Regions from separate parts of the Sus scrofa genome. Here regions 1 and 2 are each linked to region 3. The links are chromatin contacts, called in public Hi-C maps. All regions are on one chromosome and are shown on one strand. The core of a region is the stretch at or near the end of the contact, and the rest is flanking DNA. Distances in the headings are between cores, read along the strand shown. Region 1 has its middle 37 kb from the start of AKR1E2. Region 2 has its middle 350 kb from the start of KLF6. Region 3 has its middle 240 kb from the start of AKR1E2.

Region 1 (2,906 bases), core at 298-2,797, 200 kb before region 3:
ACAGCCCATTCCTTCCAAATATAAGTTTTCATCCAACCCCCCCCCCCAAATGCCCATGCATCCCACTCCCTCCCCTTCTCCCCTTGGGAACCCCAAGTCTGCTCTTCTTGGCCATGATCTGTTTCTGTTTTTTGTGTTTGTTTTTTTGTTTTTGTTTTTTGGAGAGGATTATCTGAGCCATATTGTAGATTCCACAAACAAGCGATACCATATGGTATTTGTCTTTCTCTTTCTGACTTCACTTAGAATGAGTCTCTAGATCCATCCATGTTGCTGAAGATGGCATTTGTTTGTCTTTTTTATGACTGAGTAATATTCCACCATGTATATGTACTGCATGTTCTTAATCTACTCATCTGTCAATAGACATTGAGGTTGTTTCCATGTCTTGGCTATTGTGAATAGTGCTGCTATGAACACAGGGATGCGTGTATCTTTTTCAGTGAAACTTTTGTCCAGATATATGCCCAGCAGTGGAATTGCTGGATTATATGGTAGTTCTATGTTTAGTTTCCTGAGGTACCTCCATACCATTTTCTAAAAGAATTCAGTGCTCCCTGAGTGGACTCTGCCTGAGGTTTTGTGTTTTAAAAAAACGATTTATTGTTCCCCTTGTGGCTCATCAGTAAAGAACCTGACTTGTATCCATAAGGATGAGGTTCCATTCCTGGCCTCTCTCTGTGGATTAAGGATCTGGCGTTGCTGTGAGGTGTGGTGTAGGTTGCAGACATGGCTCAGATCTGGTCTTGCCGTGGCTGTGGCCTAGGCCGGCAGATGCAGCTCCTATTCGATTCCTAGCCTGGGAACTTCCATAGGCCCATATGCTATGGGTGCGGCCCTAAGAAACAAAACAAAACAAAACCCCTATTTGTTATTATATTTATTTTTAATTAAAATATGGTTGATTTACAATGTTGTACCAGTCTCTGCTGTATAGCGAAGTGGCCCAGGCATATATGTATACATACGTATATATATACATTCCCTTTCCTGTGTTATTTTCCAGCATGTTTTATCCCAAGAGTCGGGATATGGTTCCTGTCCTGTACAGTAGGACCTCATTGCTCATCCATTCTACATGTACTAGTTTTATCTGCTAACCGCAAACTCCTCCTCGCTCCCGGCTTCCCCTTGGCAACCACAAGTCTGTTCTCTTATGTAAAAGAGCACTTTTTAGAGCCGTTTTAGGTTTACAACAAAATGGAGAGGAAGGTACAAATATTTCCCATATGCCCTCGGCTTCCCAAATGCCTAGCCGCCCCCGCCATCTACATCCCCAACCAGAACTGCCTTTTCTTTTAAACCAAAGATGAGCTTACATGGACTTTTTTTTTTTTTTTAATTTACAAAGAAGAGAATAAAAACTAAGTCGATCAAAGCCTCAGGAATGAATGGCCCACGTGCACGTCACCCCTCGTTTCACGTTCCTTTCTTCTCAGTGAAAAAGCTCATTTATCAGAAGCAAAACACAACCTTAATATCCGCGTGTGGCCGGAGAATTTGTTTACATGGACCTTGTCCTACCTCCCACGTCCTGTAGATGGAGCTACATCCTCAGGCACAAGTTCCTTGTTTCCACATCTTCCAGGTTTCAGGAAAGGACATCCCTGAAAGACAGTTTTAGTGTCTGCCCTGAAGACTTTTCATTGCTTTTACCGTGGGTAGTGCTACAACGTGCAAGACTTGGTGCTAAAGAAAAAGCACGTTTTTTTTTTTTTGGTGTGTGTGGCTTTTTAGGGCTGCACCTGCGGCATATGGAGGTTCCCAGGCTGGGGTCCAATCAGAGCTGTAGCCCCTGGCCTATGCCACAGCAACGAAGGACCCAAGCTGAGACTGCGACCTACACCACAGCTCACAGGCAACACCGGATCCTTAACCCACAGAGCGAGGCCAGGGATCCAGCTGGCATCCTCTTGCCTGCTAGTTGGATTCGTTTTGGCTGAGCCACAGGAACTCCAAAACAGAACGTTTTTGAGAGGCAAGTCTTGCACCTGCTCCCCTGTCTTTGCAGGGAGCCCGTTTTAAATAACATTGGCCAACATGTTGCTGGTATTTGGTATTTCTGTGCTTTGTGAACAGTTAAACTGCAAAAGGGCCCATTATTCGGAGTCCTTTTCCACAGGTGTTTCCTGTGTCCTGGCCTCGTCCCTTGCTCCGTGTGACTGAATGACCATATATAGCCAATTGCAGTGACCTGTTGTGTTTCCCCCAGTCGGTGAGCAAACATTGCCTATCTGTGGACGGAGGGGTGCACTTTATTTCTTCCCCACGTGGTTTCCAAGGGATGTGAGAACACAATGTGTCAGGCCGACAGGAAACTCAAAAAAAGAAACAGAAAGAGAAAAGGTTTTAAAGGATCTGACTGTGTCTGTGACATGGCACCGGATCTGTTCATGGATTCCAAAACCAGGAGGAGAAACTTGGTGCTTTAAAAGGAAAAGAAAAATCCAAGCGATGTGGAAAGGACTTTGAATAGCAATATTAATCTAGAAAACATTTTTATCAAGGGAATTTGCCTATGTCTTGGATGCTTTTTAACTTACTCAACAGGGCACTGAGTGCATTTTGCTTCTTGATATAAGAAGAAAAGAACCCTTCAAGAAGTTTTTAAGATGTTTTGTTATTCTTTCCTAGTAAATCCCAAATTTGTAGGTTGAGTCGGAGGCGTCTTAAAATCCAACCAATGATTTTAATTGTAACCGAAATATCATCTTGCACGTAAGACACGGTAATCATTTAGAAGTTTGCTGACAGAGATGCTCACAGCCAAGTAAATATTTTGCTCCACATTTTTAAGTGGGCTGTTAAAAATTTTACCCCTCCAGTGTAATTTTCATTCTCTAAAGCTATAATATTTTCAATAATCAAACCTCTTTCTTTTTTTCTTTTTTTGGATTAATATGTGA
Region 2 (2,719 bases), core at 183-2,682, 200 kb after region 3:
GGATGTTGCTGTCACAACCTAGGCAGTTGGTCCCCGACTCTTCCCAGGCCATTGGCTTTCTGTGTTCAGCCTCAAAGCAAGAACAGCACTGGGAACGCGCCAGGCACCCCGGCCATCCTGGTTGGGCTTCCCTCTCCTCTCGGGGCTCTTCCCCCCCAGGCCCTCGGGCAGTGACCTGGGAAGGCCAGGGAGATCACGGTGCCAGAGGGGAGTCACCGAGTGAGACCTGCTCACCTGCAGGGCAGGCCTGCCCCTCCGCAGGCCGCAGCGAGATCTGCGAAGCTGGTCCTAACCAGCCCAATAGCCCATTGTGACCTGTGCTGACTGACCCCCAAGACATGCCACTTTCCCAGGGACTTTCAAGTACATTGTCACAACTCCGAAATAGCCACAGGATCGGTTCTATTCCTATATTTGAGTTGAGAACACCAAAGTTTCTTAAAATTATGCATATTTTATATTGATAAAAATAGTGCATGTAGCTGTAGAACCATCACACCGGGTAGCTAATCAATCAAGATAATAATAGAGCGATAGTACATGTTATTCAGTCTTAAGCGGTGCCTGTAACCACATCGAACAATAAATATGAAGTCAGAACAGCTCAAGTTGCAAACTTGAAACGCTCCAAGAAAGTATGGTAATAGCAAAGCCCATGAAGAATATACGTGTGGGGTCAAAGCAGAGCCTGCGGGACCGAGGGAGATGTGTGGGAAACTGACTTGCCCTTTTCTTCCATTAAAGGGCAGGTTTTCTGAAAAAAAGATGGTTCAATTTCCTCCCTCCAAGCTGCCTTTTTAAAATAACATAACATAACACATGTTTTGACACAACTCCACATGACTCAGAGGCCTTCTTAAAATAAGACCAGACTGCATTCGTGGAGACTGAGTCACCTCTAACCTCCTGAACTTGCCGAGGATTCGGATCCAGGATGTATGTTCGTCCCTCAGAGGCGATGGGAAGGTTCTGGGGGCAGCGCACCTGGCCTTCAGTCAAGTGTTTTATCCCTGGCACTGCAAACAAGCGGGGTTTTTCTGCCTTTCGCATCGCCTCGCCAGGAACGAAAGACAGCATGTCAAACTGTGGTTTCCAGGGTAAACAAATAAAGACGACCCACTCCAGAAAATAAACGATTCCCGGAATGATTTTTAAAAGGAAGGACAACGTCGCGTGGGGACGTATGTGGCGCTCATCCAGTCCGGGCCTTCTGCAAGCGCCGCAGCCCCGAGAGGCAGGGGCGTCTTCTGAGTTAATTGCAGCGGGAGACACGTCCTTCTCCGGGACCCAGAAAACTTCCCGGTAGAAGTCCAGCGCCGTTGGGCGTTTTTCTTCTGAGTAAAGGTTGGGAACTCAAGGCGCCTCGGGCCCACGCCCACTGGTCTACGCTGCCTTCACCCAGCGCAAGCGCGCGGGTTCCCCTGGCAGGATTCCGCACAAAAAGCTGACAGGCCTGTGCGTTCGGCGGCACAGCCCTCGTGCAGCGGGACCGGGACGCTCACCCTTGAACGTGGGCGATCTGGCGTTGAGTCCTTTCTCCCCCAAGCTGCCGCCCCCGCGTTCTTTATGTGAAGAAGTGACCCTGAGTCACGTAGAGTTCGGATGCGCAGAAGGCGGGCTCATGCCTGTGGACATTTTCCCAGGCCTTGAGGACGGTCGCCGGGACTGCTGTTAACAACAGCGGGACCGCAGCGCTCATGACCGAGCCGCCTGGACTCCACCGGCACGGCTGTCCCCGCGGGCTGAGCCAGTGTCCTTAGCGACCGGGGCGGCGGCTGGACAACTGCGATCACGCCCGGTGAGGGATGGCTCTCGCCCAGTCGCCCTTGCGTGGCATCTCTATCCCCCGTTTTTAAGCCCCGGCCGGCCTGAGACCCGGCCCCCACCCCCACCAGGCCCTGGTTCAGAACAGCGGCCTTGGAGGCTCCGCGCCTGCCCTTCAAGGCGCCCCAGCGCCCTGGCCGCACCCCCGACCGATGGCACTGACGCACAGTCGGGCTGTGAAGGCAGCGCTTCTCGCTCACCCGCTCCCGGACGTGGAACGGAGAGAAAACGCCCCCCTGAAAGAGCCACCTTCCAGATGTGCCCGGCTCAGGGCCGGCCCCGAGTGTCACGTCCTGGTGGGAAGTGACTGCGTGTGTTTTGTTCAGATCCAAGGCCCTGTTGACAAAGCCGTGCTGCAGGTGTCCCCCTGAAATGGTCACACGGTGACCTTCCCTGGTCAAAGAGGCCTCTAAATGGTATCCCGGGTCTCGTCTCCCGTGCACATCTGAAGGTCTGCTGTTTCGGAGAGGGCAGTGCCCTGGTCACGGAGATTTAAAGCACCCTGTGGGGTCAGATTTTAACAGGAACCCAAATAATAGCAACCCCTTTCTTTGTTGGCCACCCCCAGGGCTCACTCTGGATGTTTTTAATAGCAAGGGACCTCATCTAGCCGTCCATGAGGCTAACTGATTTCTATACCTTTTTCTCTTCTATCCCCCCCACCTCCCGCTCCCCATTCCCCGCCCCCCCCCTTATTCAATTAAAAGAATCAGCGAGCCCTTTGGCTCCCTTTTCCTGGAGCAAACTTTTTCACAAACTTTTTTTAATTTACTCAAAGGAAGAGTTTAAAAAATGCTGAAGCATAGCATGCACACACCACATGCATAAGAAGACGCAGCAAGACCGCTGCGGTTGTCCAAGAGGATCCTGCGGCCAGGGCTGCCTGGCGGCCCCA
Region 3 (2,700 bases), core at 199-2,698:
GCTGGCAAAGGACGGGCCAGCCACACCGTTGCTCAATGATTTAATTCTCCATGACAAAGAGTAGACGCCAGCTCTGATGGCCTAGCCTGCAAAGGAATTTGTTGTACAAATATCAAAGAGTCCATAGAATTTCAGGAGGCTCTCGGAGCCATGCTTAGAATCTCCACGGCCAGAAACACAGATAAACATGCTGCAGCACAGCTCTGAAAGGACACTGCTGCCAGACCTGTTGCCCTCGGATGCTGCAGCTGTTACCTCTGCCAGACCGCAGGACCCTAGAGGTCTACACTGTGAGGCTGTGATTGAGGCTTAGCAGAAGTCTACATAGCATGCATATAGATGGCAGGTACCTCCCCACAAAGGGAGACCAAGACCCCTCCTGACACGGTTCCCACCCCCCCCCACACACACACGTGTTTGCTTAGAACTTCTGTCTGAGTTGACATGATGTGTTGCGGAGTGTTCCATACATATGGGCACCACGCTGTACCTTAGGTCCCCAGAATTGAGTCCATCCTACAAGAAGGCAGCCAAGGGATCTTGAGAGTTTCCAAATGGACAGCGGACAGAAGACAGTCTGTTCCTCCTTCCTCTCCAGGGGCCAGCTGCCCTCACATCCCAGGTCCCATGCTTTTAGAGAGCGCCTTCACCCCACACGCCTTGGCACATCCCAAGAGCCATCACTGTGGAGTGAGTACAGAAGAAGGAACACATTATTGTCGCAGTGCTGTTGGGGGAGTAGGAACTAACCTGAAGATGGAGGGAAAAGAATGGGAGGCTCCTCGGAGAGGAAGGACCCTTAGTCAAGAGTGAACGACCTTGAGGAAAGGGGACTCCATTTGGCCAAGAGGAAAATCTTTTAGCAAAAAGATGATCTTTTCTTCTGTCCACAGAGTTCCCTTTATTGCGTCCCAGCGGAACCTGTGAGTGCCTGCGTCCTTTGCATGCTCTTGCTTTTATCTCCTCTACAATCTCCTTTGTCTGGATCGGTGGCCAGGTGGTCAGCTACCTGGCGTAAGTGGTGCTGGGGCCATTAGACTCAGACCCCACAACCTGACCTCCACTGCTCCATTGTGGAAGCTTTCTTTCACTCACTTGACCTTGGTACCTAATCTCCAAGACAACGCATGGTTTATCTACAGTCAACAAAGAGAATGCAGTGGACAACAGCTCTAAGAGCTGGCATTTGATTTCACATAATCCTGCTGCTCAATGCCTTTCAAATTCCTATCCTAGCCCTTTCAAAAATCTAAGAAGCTGAGGATCCTTAGAAAAACAAAATGGAATTCCCAGGGCACGCACAAAGATAAACCCAGAGAGCCTTCATTGACCTTGTTTTCTGGACTCTTAGAAACATCTAAAATTTATTATCCCTCTGCAGCTCTGCATGCCACTGGTCCTCAGGCGAGCTCCCACACAGGGAGCAGCAACCAGTTGTCTGCAAACACGTGACTCACATCACATTAACTTCAGGCATGTGATGCTATAGGATCATGTGCTACGGAAGAACCTCACCCCTGACCCCGGGAGGTCCCTGCTCAGCCTCTGCAGAGAAATCTTTCTCCGAGTACATTGTGTTTTCACTGGGTGCCTTTAGACATGCAGGTCCTCTGCCTCGGTCACAGCAAGTCCCTCCCCTTGAAATGCAGAAACTTTACCTTAATAACCTCAGAGGGCTGGACATACAACACTACACTCTTGGGTCTGCTGAATGGCTTTTCTATTTTATGACCATTTCATAAGACTTAGACTTTATTTTGCAAATGCTTATTAAATCAGCCTCAAAATGCCCCCAAGCATTGCTTCTTGGGAAGGTGCAACCCGAGGCACCAAGTAGATTTTCTGATTCACAAGCTAAAATGCCTTTGTACAGAAGTTTTTTCCTGATAATAAAATTGCTGACAGATGCTTATGCGCCGTTAAAAACCATGTTTTATAGTCTGAAGTTCATTTCCTTTTCTTCTTCCCACCCAAGGACTCTGGCAAAGTTCAAATTAAAACACACACACACACACACACAAACCTGTAAGACATAAAAGATTATTCATTATTAGTAAAACATGAAAGCCCATGTGTTAATCTTTTTATAAACAGCAAATATTTCAACATACGAACAATAAGTGCTTTGATTTTTGGCAAATGTTACAGAAGAGATGAGGACAGAAAAGAAAGACTCAGGGTTACAAAAATACAGAGATCTTTGGAGAAGAAGCATCGTGTTTTTGCATGTCATCCTCTTTGGCAGCAAACGTGGACATTAGCTGGATCATTACATTTTGAAGGAAACATCACCATAAATGATTTCTTTGAGTCAAAAATATTTTACAATCTAAAGTAGCAAACTGACTGGTTATCCATCTACTTAAGAACTATTATTAGGAGTTCCTGCTGGGGCTTAGACCCCTGGACTGGGAACTTCCACATGCTGCAAGTGCAGCCCTAAAAAGAAAAAAATAAAACAAAAAGAACTATTATTAGAGTCGAAAATATCAGAACTGGTAGAGTTTCCTGGTGCCCTAGCAATTACGGATTAGGTGTTGTCACTGCTGTGGCTCGGGTTAAGTCCCTGGCACAGGAACTTCTGCATGCCACCAGTGCAGCCGGAAAAAAAACATTAGAACTGAAATTTCCAAGGCATTAAGAAATTAATTCTTGAAGTTCCCACTGTGGCTCGGTGGTAATGAACCTGACTAGTGTCCC

The links. A called contact is a pair of places that touch in the nucleus more often than the background predicts.
Region 1: a contact with region 3 is called in a Hi-C map of retroperitoneal adipose tissue, with 2.3 times the contacts expected there. The contact joins two enhancer-like sites. A contact is called at or near these places in 2 of 47 Hi-C or Micro-C datasets (retroperitoneal adipose tissue and subcutaneous adipose tissue).
Region 2: a contact with region 3 is called in a Hi-C map of embryonic fibroblasts, with 2.5 times the contacts expected there. The contact joins two enhancer-like sites. A contact is called at or near these places in 1 of 47 Hi-C or Micro-C datasets (embryonic fibroblasts) and 1 of 2 datasets of contacts at active chromatin or transcription factors (skeletal muscle).

The regions. Positions count from the first base shown.
Region 1 is chr10:65,728,539-65,731,444 of Sscrofa11.1, forward strand. No RefSeq gene overlaps it. Among named protein-coding and RNA genes, the nearest start is that of AKR1E2, 37 kb to the left of the region's middle. Within about 2 kb of position 1,548, at least 10 of the 83 cell types and tissues checked have an H3K27ac peak or open chromatin away from gene starts, as enhancers often do. A contact at or near this core is called in retroperitoneal adipose tissue, where this site is marked.
Region 2 is chr10:66,133,324-66,136,042 of Sscrofa11.1, forward strand. No RefSeq gene overlaps it. Among named protein-coding and RNA genes, the nearest start is that of KLF6, 350 kb to the right of the region's middle. Within about 2 kb of position 1,433, at least 27 of the 83 cell types and tissues checked have an H3K27ac peak or open chromatin away from gene starts, as enhancers often do. A contact at or near this core is called in embryonic fibroblasts, where this site is marked.
Region 3 is chr10:65,929,488-65,932,187 of Sscrofa11.1, forward strand. No RefSeq gene overlaps it. Among named protein-coding and RNA genes, the nearest start is that of AKR1E2, 240 kb to the left of the region's middle. Within about 2 kb of position 1,449, at least 10 of the 83 cell types and tissues checked have an H3K27ac peak or open chromatin away from gene starts, as enhancers often do. A contact at or near this core is called in embryonic fibroblasts and retroperitoneal adipose tissue, where this site is marked.